Linked DNA regions of Sus scrofa: all the other regions are linked to region 4. The links are chromatin contacts, called in public Hi-C and HiChIP or PLAC-seq maps. All regions are on one chromosome and are shown on one strand. Each heading gives the region's core, a stretch centred on a gene start, on an enhancer-like site or on the middle of the called end of the contact. The rest is flanking DNA. Distances are from core to core; before and after follow the strand shown.

Region 1 (3,407 bases), core at 72-2,571, 260 kb before region 4:
CAGAGGAGAAGCCATTAAACTCCCTATGGCATTTTGTTTTTATTTTTGCTTTTTAGGGCCGCACCCTTGGCATATGGAAGTTCCCAGGCTAGGGGTCAAATCAGAGCTGTAGCCGCCGGCCTACTAAGCCAAAGCTCAGGGCAACGCCAGATCCTTAACCCATTGAGCGAGGCCAGGGATTGAACCCGAAATCTCATGGTTCCTAGTTGGAATTGTTTCCACTGTGCCACGATGGGAACTTAAAACTCCCTACTGTGTTTCTTCCTCACCTCTCAACTCTCTGACTCATGGGCCACAAGGAACCCTCCATTCCCTAAGAAATAGGCAGGTTGAGAGAGAAGCAAAAACCCTTATTTTGCTTTACCTTTTTCTGAATGATCAGGATTCACTTTTCTTTTTTAGGGCTGCACCCACGGCATATGGAGGTTCCCAGGCTAGGAGTCTATTCAGAGCTGTTGCTGCCGGCCTACGGCACAGCCACAGTAAAGAGGGATCAGAGCCATGTCTGCGACCTACATCACAGCTCATGGCAACACTGGATCCTTAACCCACTGAGCGAGGCCAGGGATTGAACCTGCAACCTCATGGCTCCTAGTTGGATTCATTTCCACTGCACCACAATGGGAACTCCAGCAATCACTTTGAGAAAGGAACCATTAATTAAAGCTATTTTGGAATTTGGTTGATGGTTGCCGTTTCTCCTTTGAGAAATGGGTCAAATTGGTTCTGAAGAGGGAAAGATCATTCTGCTTACCAATTTAACACAGAGGTTCTCTGTCTTTCTAACTACGTCCCTGGAGCAGGAAAGGTATTTTCTTCCACTCAAAACTATGGGACAACATGAGGTGACTATCAAGTTATGCAAACTAAGTGTTCAGTGTTCATAGTAAAGAAAGACTTCTTAAGCTTACAAAAATATCCAAATAAAAATAAACAATAAAAATGTACTATATAACAGTCTAAAGTCTTCCAGCTTTATAGTCCACTAAATGTAACATGTACTTAGAAAACATTTATCTATAATAGATTTCCATGTACAACTGCTATTTATAGGAGAATTCCTAAGAGATAATATTCTGATACAAATTTTTAGTAGTATATTATTCCTAAAAAGTCAGCATAACTTTCTAAGTTTCTGTATTTTAAATATTCAGCCATATCTTAAGATACAGAAAATCTTTTTTAACTGTAACAAAGGGAACTATAACAATCATCTGAAGAACTTTATATATGCAGGTCAGCCTCATTCCATGCTGATTAAATTAACCACAAGCGCCTGCAGCAAGGCCAAGCTCACCAGAATCAGCCTGAATATTGTTTTGATGGGCTAGGACGGTAGATGGTGCTATTTGACCATAAAAACCTTGAAGTGACTAAGCTGTTTGCATCAGATTTTAATAATCCCTGTTTCTGATGGTGATTACATGGGAATTTCTTGGCATAACCATCAATATCTCATACTCACTGCTCTGTGAAATTCGCAATGCTGTTTTCTGGGCTCCAACAGGTGTAACGGGGCTGTTTTCAGCTGTGAGTTGCATGAGGTCATTGATGATGGCTTGCTTGTCAACTGATCCAGCAGGGGCGCCTGGCCTCGTGTCTGGGAAAAGCTGTGGTAATTGACTATTCTGCAAATCATCCAAAATCTCCTCCAAGTTGTCCAGCTCACTGCCAGGCTGCGGTTAACAAACAGAAGAGTTTATCCAGGCCTAAGCTAAGAGTGGGTGCCGCACTCCTATTTCTAATTACAGACCTAAGGCCAAGGAAAAGATGCAGACGCGTGCATACCTCAGACCTAACAGTTAAGTGATCATCGTAAAAAAAATTAAATTGACAAAGGACAAATACTTTGATCTCTTGGTCCTCAGTTTCTTCAGGTGTAAAAATAGAGCTGACTGAATTAGAAGGAAAGCTCTCTCCTAGTATTGTGAGTCACTGGCAACTTATAAAATCCCCTTTATTTTGTGCTAGTGGTTCAATTCATCATGAGTACGTGTATTTCTAATAAAGTAAGAGTGGACCTTACAGACAAGGTTTTGTGGTTAACAATCCCTAAGAAATAACAACAACAAATTGGTAGAAAGTAGGATGCCAATTTACACCAAATCAGTATTAGTAAATGGTCATTTTAGAACTTTCTTTTTCTTTTTAACAGCAAGGGGGAAAATGCACAATAGGCTTGCAGTAACCCTGAATAGCTCAGCACTGCCTTTTCACTTTGAGTGGTGTTTTTTTCCTGCTTACACTTTCAGTTTCGAATGACACTGAAAACCAGTCACTTACCAGCTTAGGTGACAAATGTAGGGAAGCAGGATAAAAGCAGGCTGCCCCCAAACATAGCATCTAATAATCTGACTTTATAGAAGCCATAAAAATCCTTCTTAGGGCTTTTTCCTTTATTAGGATAGCTTCCTTTCAATTACCAACGTTCAAATAATAAGTTAGCTATCTCCACTACTTCACATCTAGCACTTTTGTTCTGGAGAGCTCAATTGAATTTATGGTCTTTTAAGTAGTATCTCTCTATGTACCAAGTATTTAAAAATCAGACGGTGCCAACCACATAGGTAAATAGCTAAAGTTAAATGCCAGGAGTTCTTTCTAGTGCAAAGAGTGGTTAAGAGTGATTCTCCTGATGTGTGTAAAACACAAGTTAGGCAATTTCCCCAAAGTCACTGGATGGACTTTGAATCCTTGACCATGACTAACCCTTTTTTCTACACTGGCAATTCAAGTGAAATCATTTACAAGAAGAGGTATACTTTTTTTTTTCTTTTTCTTTTTAGGGCCGTACCCATAGCACATGGAGGTTCCCTGGCTAGGGGTTGAATTGGGGCTACAGCTGCCAGCCTATACCACAGCCACGCAGGATCCAAACCTCGTCTTGTGACCTATACCACAGCTCATGGCAACGCCAGATCCTTAACCTACTGCGCAAGGCCAGGGATCAAACCCACAACCTCATGGTTCCTAGTCAGATTCGTTACCACTGTGCCACGACGGGAACTCCAAATATGAGGTATACTTAAAGCAGAATGGCTTACAGTTTTATTCAATACAAAAGAAACCAGATTTACTGAGGTTTTTACAATTTATGGCCAATGTACTATCTATGGAGGGAGCCTTTTTAGGGGACATATTTCTCAAGTTAAGAAGGATACAATGATGCAGTATTTTATTGCATTCTTTGTTCATAGTCAACTAGCTTACCAAGAACTTGGAGATCCATTTTCCAAGGAATTCCTAACACATTGTTAGAGCAATTACCAGACCATTTTCTAGTTAGCTTCTAACAAGAGTGAGGGATCAAATTTGGGAGAGCTACATCCTTAAGGAAGGGTTAGGTTCCAAAAGCATCCTGAAGTATAGACAGACACAGACAAGACGATCCTCAGAACTCCTTAGGA
Region 2 (3,342 bases), core at 443-2,942, 240 kb after region 4:
GTTCCTAGTCAGATTCGTTAACCACTGCGCCATGATGGGGAACTCCCCCTAACTTCTACTTTAGACAGCAGAGCAGCAACATCTAGCTCAACTGCATGGGCTCATCATCATCTTTTCTATCTATGAGCAATTCCACTGGCCTTTCCCATCTGGGTTTATGTGAGTCATAGAATAAGCAGTAAGATGGAAGACAGTGCATCTGCTTTCCCCTCAATCAGTTTTAGGTTCACTTGGCTACGCTGAGTGTGATTCTAGTGTTTAAAGATACAGTATGGATTTTTTCATACAACACGGCCCCTAAACGCAAGCCAACTTCTTCGTCTGGTTTTCAAACAGAACCAGCCATCTGTTTCATCGCTGGAAGAAAAGCTGGATGTGTTGAGCTTATTGAGAGACAATACCCTGATCTCCAACACAGTGTTTTCCTGAGAGACTTTCTAGGGTAATTTTGACTCTATGTAATTCCATCTTAGGTACTGACTTTAGGACTCTTTTAAGACATGCTGAAGAGGGAAGAGCTCACTTATGGCCTTCCTGGTGTGAGGAGTCCCAGCTAACTCAGACTCTATGTTAGATATCAGGTATTTTTCCCACTTAATTTTCTATCCTCCAAGATTCTCAAGACATCCTTTCACTCTGACCTTGCCTTGTTTACCCTGGACTTAACCTTTTGCCTGCTTGACTGGCAGTACTTCCAGACACACTGTCTGGCTGCTCCTAAAATTCTGATTTACTGGAAGATGGCAAATAGAGTAGGGCCTTCAAATGAAAACCCAATATACTATACCTAAGCTGTTTTTTAGTAATCGACTATATTTTACCAACTGTAACATGTCTCCACTGAACAATTACATTCTGGGCTCGAGGGGAACTACACCTTATTTTTATTTTTTGTTATCTAGAGTATGCTAAAAAGTACTACAAAAATATTGCTCAGTGCACGTATTGTGCAGTAAATTACATCTTCCCGTTTCTACATAATTCCACTAAAACAGAATGCATCTAACAAAAGAAAAATCTTAAAAGTACAGATTATTCCATCCGCAAAATAAATAAGGCCACACATTAATAACAAAACAAAGTTAGCTCCTCTTTCCCAAAGGTTAAGGGGCTCTTTCGAGTTTCAGACTTGAATTTGAAGCAAGAAAACTCTGCCCTCTGCTGCTGAGTTAAGCAAAAGGCCTCAGCACCACCAATCCCTCAGGCGAGAAGTTACACTCTGCACCCAACACCAGTAAAATTCAGAAGGTGAGCAAACGCTTCCAAGCATTCTTAGCAATTCCAGGCGATCCTAGTTTCTCAACAGCTTAAACACGCTTTCATGGCATTCAACATCAAGCAGAGTAAATTGTGTCTCAAAAACAGGAAGTTTTTTTTTTTTTTTTTTTCTTTTCATTAGCCATTTGCAAGTTAGAGAGTTGACCCACCCGCGGCCAGCAGCCATCCCAGCCCCAGCTCCATGCTTCCCGCCGGCCGTTGTGTATGATTGGGGAAGAGGGGACATTTACCTGGGGCCGGTCCCCACCAAGTAGGTGTTGGTGCCCTGCAGAGTCATGGGACCCGGGTTACAGCCCAGGACGCGAATCACCCGACTGGACAGCCGTTCAATGCGCTGCAGGACAGCAGCCATATCTACCACTGCCGCTTACTGGCACGGGGCTGGCAGGCCGGCTGGGGTGCGCACCAAGCAACAAGGCCAGGGGCGGGGCCAGTGGTCGCGTGACACCGCTCTCGCTGATAGGAAGAGGGAACGGTCGCGGCGCAGGGGCGGGGCCAGAGGCCACGTGACGCCGCGTGCTTGGAGCGGGAGGGGAAATCGGAGGATTGCGGGGGCGGGGTCAGTGGTCACGTGGCGCTGCCCGGGTTTCACAGGCAGCGGCGCGGGGGAGTTCACTGGCTCGAGCCGCTAAGCGCGAGGAGCCGTGAGGTGAGGCTGGATTTCGGCCCGCGGCCGCCTGCCCCAGAGATTGGTACCTTCGCGGGAGTCTGTGTCCAGGCAGGCGAGTTCATCTGAGTGCAGGAGAGACATTTTAACCTGGGAAGTCTTGTGATGAAACAAGGGGCAGGCAGGTCTGGGGTTAGTTATTGGCTAGTAAATCCCAGGAGGCTCGCTCGAGGGGTTCACAGGCGAGGGTGGGGTGTGAGGAGTAACCTTTTATAAGAAATAGCAGTAACGGGCAGGGAAACAATATTTTCTGCGAAGAGCTAGACTTCGAGACAGATTTAAAGCATGTGTGGGATTAGCTGAATAGTTTCAGCAGCTTGGGCCAGAATGAAACGGCTTCCAAGCGAATCCTCTCGAAGAGCTTCTGGGATGGTAGAAAACTAAGTTTCTTTGAAAGGAGTCAGTGAAGCCCAGGTTTGACTGGGTTCCACCGGAATCCTATACCAGGTGGACAGGCACGGAAATGATCGATGCATAATCCAGAACCTTCACCAGAATTACACCCCCCCCATAAAAAAACCAAAAAAAAAAAAAAAAACCCTCCCAATAAAAACGCCCCACAGAAGAAATAGCAATAACGATGGTTTTTTTTTTTTTAAGCGCTTACTATTGTGATGTTTTTTACAGCCACTACCTCATTTCATCTTCACAACATGAGGAAAGCATTATTTTATTTTATTTTATTTATTTTATTTTATTTTATTTATTTTATTTTATTTTATTTCTCATTTTCTAAACGGAGGTTTGGAGTTTTGTCTGGGTGGCAGAGTTTTGTGAATCCAGCCCTGAGTCTGAAGCCTTGTTCCCTCAACCTGCAAACACCCGCCCCCATCCCAGCAGGTGCAGGGAGCTTGTGTCTGCCTCCTTCAGCCACTCAACCACCCAGAGAATTCGGGCGGCCTCTTGGCCGGAGGCTGTGCCCAAGACAAAAGGGACCTCTGTAAGGAGGTTTTTTTCCTAGTTTGCTGAGCATTAACTGCCTCCGTATGAATTAGCCCTTCGCATTGAAAAAAGAATCCAGTTACACTTTACCTAAAAGAAAATGCGCAGATTCCATGATCAGTTTCATTCAGTTAGGGCAATTGTATGTAACCACCACCCCAAAAGATAACGTATCAGCTATCCCAGCCCACCAATTTTTTCAAAACAAGTTAGAAATTGACGCATTAGATGCTTGTGGTTCTAAGGTTTAGGACATACACTTTTTTTTTTTTTTTTTGGCCTGGGGGCTTGTGGAGTTCCCAGGCCAGGGGTCAGATCCGAGCCTCTGTTGCAATGCTGGCTCTTTCCTGGACCACTGTATCCCAGTGCTCCCAGGACGCTGCCGATCCCATTGTGCCACAGTAGGAACTCCTAGGACATTTTTTTTTTTTTTTTTTTTTTTTTTGCTTTTTAGG
Region 3 (3,166 bases), core at 153-2,652, 190 kb after region 4:
TAAGATAAAAAAAATTTTTTTTTCTGCCCTTCCAGGAAGCGCGCGGGGGGGGGCCACAATAAATAAGTAAAATCGTGTATTTGATGGGGCACAAGAGCTAGAGAAAAATTAATTAAAATGAGAAAGAAAATAAGGAATGGGCGTGTGCATTGGGGAGCGAGGCAAAGAAAGCCGTAGGATGTTACACGCTCACCCTGCAAAGTTTATTACCCACATTCAACAGCTGTTAAGTAAGTCATCACAATACTCGATACGTGGGAAGAGAATTTACACACTCCTGACATTTCCATCCTCTCCTACTTCAAGAAACAAAAAGAAAATTATTCGACTCCTCGGCACTGCTATTCAAAACCCCGATTTCTCGACCAGACTTTGCTTCTTTACGGAAAGAGCAAAAAGTCGGGGCAAAAAGTTCGATCACTGGTAACAATACCAGTTTGCGAGATGGGAGTTAAAACAATCCCGCAGCGGTCACTCGCTGCCCCGCGGCCACCGCCCTTCCACTGGGCTGCGGACGCCCGGCTCGGTCCGTCTCACCCCAAACTCCGTGCTACGGCGGCCCCCGCCCCAGGCACCGGGCGCTCCCCGGCCCCCGGGGCCTGGCCAGCCCGCCGCGCCGGCCATTCCCCAGCCCGCCCACCGCCCGCAGCCAGCTCGGCGCTCAGGGGCCGCCCCCGCCGCCCGCCGGCCCCTCGCCGGCTGCCACGTAACCCTTCGCGGGAACCAGGAACTGCGCGGCGCGGCCGGCGGGAGGGGGCGGCGGCGGCGGCGGGAGGGAGGCGTGCACCGTGGCCGAGGGGGCGACCCGGCGGCCCCGACCCCTGCAGGCGGGAAGGCGGCGGCCAGGCCCCCGGGGCCGCGGAGCCCCAGGCCGGGGCGGGGCAGGCCCGCTCCTCCCGGCCGGGCGGCCGGCACCTCCCCGCGGCTGGGGTCCCCCCCAGTCCCGGGCCGAAGGGCTGAGCTGGCAGGCGGGGCCCGGGGAGGGGGGCGGAGGGGCGGTTAGGGAGCGGGCCGGGCTCACCTCGAACATGAGCCCCAGCAGGAAAACCATCGCCATACAGGAGACGATGTCCGCGTGATTCTGCAGGACGAATTCGTGGCTCAGGACCGGGGGGCTCTTGGTGCTCTTCTTGCGAATCGCCATGGTGAAGCCGCCGCCCGTGCCTGCAGGTGCTCCGCCCCGGCTCCGCTCTTCCCAGCTGCTCACCGACTCGCCGCCGCCGCCTCCCCCTGGCTGCTCCTCACAGCCCCGCCGCTGCCGCTCGCTGGGGCTTCACTTCCCATCCCACAGCCAGTACGCAGCCGCCGGGGCCGCCCGGAAAAAAAAAAAAAAAAAAAAAGTAAAACCGAGCCCACACTGAAAGCGAGCATGCGCAGTGGGGAGGCGGCGCTCACTCGTGCTGCGGCCGCCCCTGCGAGTCCGCAGCGCCGCCTAGGGGCCGGAGGCCGTCCGCCCGTGGCCGGGGAGTGTAAAGGAACCTGAGCCGCGCCTCCTGTGCTCCGCTCCAGGGCGGGGGTTGGGAGTCGTTTGGGGCGCGAGCAGGAGGCTTAACTGGCTGAGTCCGCGGCAGGGTCCGAGGGCGGCCACGTGCTGTGGCGTGCAATGCAGCCCATCTGCCTTCCCGCCTTCCTGGCCACCCAGCGCTTGGGTGTCACTGCTTGCTTCCACCCTATCACGTCTTGAAAGCCACTGCCACAGTCACGATAATCTAAACATATGACTACGGCTGAACTACACGAGGGTAGGCACATTCTTCTGTTTTAGCATCTGCCTTAAATATTAACTTCAGAGTTATTTTAAACACTCCTGAGTTCTTTCTCCTGATCCTGGTAGGCTTGAGTTAGTTTTTTAAAAAGAGCAATTCCTATTTGGTCTCACCTACCCATCCCCCATCCCCATCTCCCAATAGCAATCCAACTGAAGACGAGATCAGTTTGGGTTTACTTGCTTCGAACTTATTAACAACACTTCTTGGTAACCTAGGGAGGTGATTTTTAAAAAGTTTGAGGAAGAGACATGTCCTCTTCTTCCATGTTTCTGCCCCAAACAAGATTCCTTTGTATTCTTTCTTCCGATGAGCTATACTGCTATTTACCGATTTGCCAAATCTAGAAACCACAGTCATCCTAGACTAATCCCTTCCAGCATCCTTCCATGTCCAAACTATTACCACTCTGACCACTTCCCCCTTCCCAGTGCTGCAGCCTCGGGGGGGGGGGGGGACTCATCTCTCACCTGTGATATTACAACTCTGGTGAATCCCTTAGTGGGTTAAGAAGGTGAGTATTTTAATCAGAATTCTGTCACTTATTACCCTCATGATCATAGGCTCAATTTCCTCATTTATTAAGGTATTCAAAAATATTTATTGGGCATCTACCATGTGCTAAGGAACTGAAGGAAAAAGACAAATGAACCTATTCTTATGGGCTTTCATTCTAGAATGGGAAGAGGATCTTTTTTATTATTTATTTATTTATTTATTGTCTTTTCTAGGGCTGCACCTGTGGCATATGGAGGTTCCCAGGCTAGGGGTTGAATTGGAGCTGTAGCCCCCGGCCTATACCACAGCCACAGCAATGCCAGATCCAAGGCGCGTCTGCGACCTACACCACAGCTCACGGCAATCCTGGATCCTTAACCCACTGAGTAAGACCAGGGATCGATCCCGCAACCTCATGGTTCCTAGTCATATTCTTTAACCACTGAGCAATGATGGGAACTCCGGGAAGAGGGTCTTTAAACAAGATGTAAAAAGTGAAACATATGTAAAATTGAGCTGAGGGTCTTGGAGAAAAATAAAGCAAGGGAAAGTGTGGGGAAGTTGCATTTGCCTGAAGACCTGAAGAAGTGAAGGAGCAAACAATAAAAAGATATCACCAATAAAAAGGGGATAATTGTAATACCTCTTCTAGTGATTAAATGAGATGATTCAAAGAAAGTGATAAGTAGAAATTTAGGACTCTATAAATATTAGCAATTGGAGTTCCCTGGTGGCTCAGCAGGTTAAGGATCCATCACTATCAATGCTGTGGCAGGTCACTGCTGTGGTTCAAGTTCCATCTTTGGAACTTCTGCATGCCATGGGTGTGGCCAAAAAAAAAAAATGTTAGCTCTTATTATTTTCCTACTTTCTGATCAAACACTTGCTAGTTTTACCTACCT
Region 4 (3,145 bases), core at 576-3,075:
CTACCCTACAGATCAAGGAGCTGGTGACTTCGGATGGACAAGAGTGGATAGCTCTTGGCGTCTCCATGACTCCCCCGCCCAGCCTGCAACTCCGCTCTAACTGGTCGGGGAGAAGCCCCGCCCCCTTCCTTCCTCTGGTGCTCACGATTGGCTTACCGACACCCGGCAGGTCAGTTCCCCGCCTTCGATTGGCTCATTGCCCCATCAGTCACACGCAGCGAGAATCGGGTCGGTGGGAGGGGAAGGCGTTGGAATAGGTGGAGTGGGAGTGGGATTAGAGGACGAGGTGGCGGAGGAGGGTGCTCAGGCTCGGTCCCCGGTTTGGGAAAGTTTCCCCTATCAGTGACAGACCCGGACGGCGTAAGGCCCAGTCCAGGTCCGAGCGGGTGCCAGGAGCTCAGGTCCCCGATTCCCGCCCCTCGGTCCCGCAGGCCCCGGAAACCACTAGGGGGAGGGGGAAGAGGGAGGGACCAGCTAACCAGGGACCGACCCACCCCCGATCTCGAAGAGGCGCCTCCGGGACTCCCCGGAGGGGTGGGGGGCGGGGAGCTCCAGCGCGCAGCGACGACCCTGGCCACCTCCCCCAGGAGCCCCCAGAGGCCCGAGACAGAAGTGTCCCCGGGTCCGGGGCGTGACCGTCGCGAGCCGGCCGGGAGGGCCCCTCCCGCTTCCCGCCTGGGCCCTGAGGGCCTGTCCCTTCAGGGGCGGGGAGAAGGGGAAGAGAAAAGGGGGCGCTGGAGAGCCAACCCGGAACCTCCCGGACCGCCTCCCGCCCCCAGCCCCGGCCCCTGCGCGCCTCCGGCACACACGCCCGCACCCAGAAAGTTAAGTCAGAGGCGAGCCCGGCTCGGCGCCGCCGCGGTCCGGCCCCCGGCTCCCCGCCCCCACCGCAGCCCGGCCTGCTCGGCCAGAGCGCGCCGCCCGCCCCGCCCGCCGCAGCTCCTTCCCGTCCGCCTGAGGCGCGCGTTGCCCCTCGGCCCCCGCCCCCGGCGCTGACACTGGCCGGGCCCGGCCGCCGGGCCGCGGATCCCATCCTCCCGGCGTCTCACCCCGCCGGCCGCCCCTGACGCGACGCTTCACCTTCACACACCCCCGAGCACTTCCCCAGTCCTGCCTCCCCTCGCCCAGCTCCCACCCCGCGCTGCAGTCGCCCCGTGTTTCCATGAAAGAATGCACCTTCTCGGGCTTCACCTTCCCGTCTCTGTCTGGCATTCCCCGAGGGCGCAGGAGCCGCGGTCCTCGCCGACCCCGCACCGGGCAGGGCGGCGGGCGCCTGGCTCCGCTGGAGGGGGCCGCACCCGCGCACCCGGCCTCCCCGCTGTGCCTGGGCTCTCACCTCTCGCCGGCGCCGCCGGCTGCAGCCTCCGCCCGCCTCGCGCTCCGGGACTCGTCTCCCAAGCTCTCGCAAAGCGCTGGAGTGCCTCCTTTCTCTCCCAGGGACTCCGCGTCTCCCCGCCGCTTCCCGCCCTCCCCACCCCCCAAGCCCCAACTCCCCAGCTTCGCGGTGCCTCCGGGATGCAACTCCCGTCGTCCGCGAACCAAGGCAGCGGTCCCCGCACACAAAACAGCCCTCTCGGCCGCGCACGGCTCCGCACGGCTCAGCCCGGCTCCGCGCAGGAAGGGCAGTCGCAGCCGGGGGTGGGGACGCGGCGCCCCCCGCCCGCCGCCCGCCTCCCTCCCGCCCTCGCGGCCCCCAGGGAAGGCGCGGTTACCGGCTCGGGTCGGTCACGCCGTCAGGTGCCGGCTGCCGTCGGCGCTGACCTTCGCTGCCGAAGCTGTGGCTGAGGCTGCGGCCGCCATGTTCCCGTGTTAATAACTGCTGCCTGGTTGTTTATTTCAATGGAGATCCTCCCCCAACTCCCTCCTCCTCCTCCTCCTCCTCCGCGTCTCCGCACTTGCCGAAAGACACAGACCGCGCGAGCTCGCGAGCAGGGGAGGGGGCTCGGGAGCCAGGCCGTCCCTCCCTCCTCCTCCCTGGCCGTGGCCGCAGCAAGTCCTGTCACTGGGGAAAGGATGGGGCGGAAACTTGCCTCCCGCGCCCCCGGGGAAGGGGCAAAGGTGGACGGAGGGTTCTCCTGGGGGCAGACCCTGGCCGCGGAGTCCGCAGCATCTCCGTCGGCGGAGTCCTCTGAGAAGGCGACCCCGAGGAGAGGTGAAGAGTGAGGAGAGAAGGGAGAGAGGACAAAATGGGACTGTGGTGGTAAAGGGAGGGTGGCCTATGGGTGACTGGAAGTGAAGGGAGAGTAAACAGATGACTCCATGGGAGGGCAAAGGGCAGTGCCAAAAAGGAAAGAGAACGGATGGGACAGGCCGGGGCTGCAGAGTGGAGGCAGTGGGATCTTGAGGCTGCAGACAGCGGAGAAGATGCCCCCGCGCGAAGATCGTGGAGAGCCCAGTACCAGGCTCGCCCGGATGGAAGCCTCCCGCCCGTGCTCCGGCCGGGCCCCTGTGCCAGCAGCCTGCACCCTAGGGCGCACCTCGCACGCACCGCGTCTCCTGCTGCGCCCTAGAGGAGCCTTCCTCCATCAGTTCTCCCTTGGTTCCCAAGAGAGCAGGCTTCTCCCGCTGAAGCCTTATCTCAAGAGGGGGTGGAGGGGTGCGACGGTGTGGGGCGAGCTTAAAAGGATGCCACCCAGCAACTGCATGATAAAGCAAAAGTACACACAGTGCACAGGCTGACCTCGTTGAGCATTTTCCTCGCGACCTGAAACAAAAGTTTTTTACTGCAAAGTCCACTTTTTAGACATCAGAAAGTGATGCTGGGGGGATGCAGAAGAGTTGCGCTGAAAATTCCAGGAGAACCCACATTCAAATATTATTTGAATCAGTTTTATGCCTTGGAAAAAGCAAGTTCTTCTCAACCTAGATACAATTAGTCGGAAAAAATGAGCAACATTTGTTTTACAAATTTCCTTATTTTTAACCTTAAAATAGACAGGTCACTTGCCATTGACAATAATAGTGTTTATTGAACACTTACTTTGTGTATGACACTACGCTGAGTGATTCTCAAGCCTTTTATAAAGTAATTACTATTTTTAGCCTTCACCCAAAAAAAAAAAAGAAAGAAAGAAAGAAAACTGAAGCAAAGAAGTAATTTGCCTGGGGTCATACAGCCATTAAGCTGGAGAGATTTGAGCCCAGT

What was found. A called contact is a pair of places that touch in the nucleus more often than the background predicts. HiChIP or PLAC-seq counts read pairs in DNA pulled down with a chosen protein or histone mark.
Region 1: a contact with region 4 is called in an H3K27ac HiChIP or PLAC-seq map of alveolar macrophages. The contact joins the enhancer-like site here to the promoter of NCOA2 in region 4. A contact is called at or near these places in 1 of 5 promoter capture datasets (liver), 12 of 47 Hi-C or Micro-C datasets (alveolar macrophages, brain, embryonic fibroblasts and 5 more) and 2 of 2 datasets of contacts at active chromatin or transcription factors (alveolar macrophages and skeletal muscle).
Region 2: a Hi-C map of embryonic fibroblasts shows a contact between it and region 4, with 2.9 times the contacts expected there. The contact joins the promoter of LACTB2 here to the promoter of NCOA2 in region 4. A contact is called at or near these places in 1 of 5 promoter capture datasets (liver), 4 of 47 Hi-C or Micro-C datasets (alveolar macrophages, embryonic fibroblasts, heart right ventricle and 1 more) and 2 of 2 datasets of contacts at active chromatin or transcription factors (alveolar macrophages and skeletal muscle).
Region 3: an H3K27ac HiChIP or PLAC-seq map of alveolar macrophages shows a contact between it and region 4. The contact joins the promoter of TRAM1 here to the promoter of NCOA2 in region 4. A contact is called at or near these places in 5 of 47 Hi-C or Micro-C datasets (blood, embryonic fibroblasts, heart right ventricle and 1 more) and 2 of 2 datasets of contacts at active chromatin or transcription factors (alveolar macrophages and skeletal muscle).

The regions. Positions count from the first base shown.
Region 1 is chr4:65,207,370-65,210,776 of Sscrofa11.1, reverse strand. NCOA2 (nuclear receptor coactivator 2) reads right to left here. Exons shown (of 23, transcript NM_001114275.1): 12 at 1,466-1,676. Among named protein-coding and RNA genes, the nearest start is that of PRDM14, 65 kb to the left of the region's middle. Within about 2 kb of position 1,321, at least 29 of the 83 cell types and tissues checked have an H3K27ac peak or open chromatin away from gene starts, as enhancers often do. A contact at or near this core is called in alveolar macrophages, brain, liver and 1 more, where this site is marked.
Region 2 is chr4:64,709,127-64,712,468 of Sscrofa11.1, reverse strand. It overlaps LACTB2 (lactamase beta 2), which reads right to left and starts at 1,692. Exons shown (of 7, transcript NM_001243410.1): 1 at 1,509-1,692. The coding sequence starts at 1,630. All of the region lies in intron 2 of XKR9 (XK-related protein 9), which reads left to right.
Region 3 is chr4:64,766,836-64,770,001 of Sscrofa11.1, reverse strand. TRAM1 (translocating chain-associated membrane protein 1) reads right to left here and starts at 1,402. Exons shown (of 11, transcript XM_001924618.6): 1 at 1,022-1,402. The coding sequence starts at 1,144.
Region 4 is chr4:64,952,941-64,956,085 of Sscrofa11.1, reverse strand. It overlaps NCOA2 (nuclear receptor coactivator 2), which reads right to left and starts at 1,825. Exons shown (of 23, transcript NM_001114275.1): 1 at 1,713-1,825.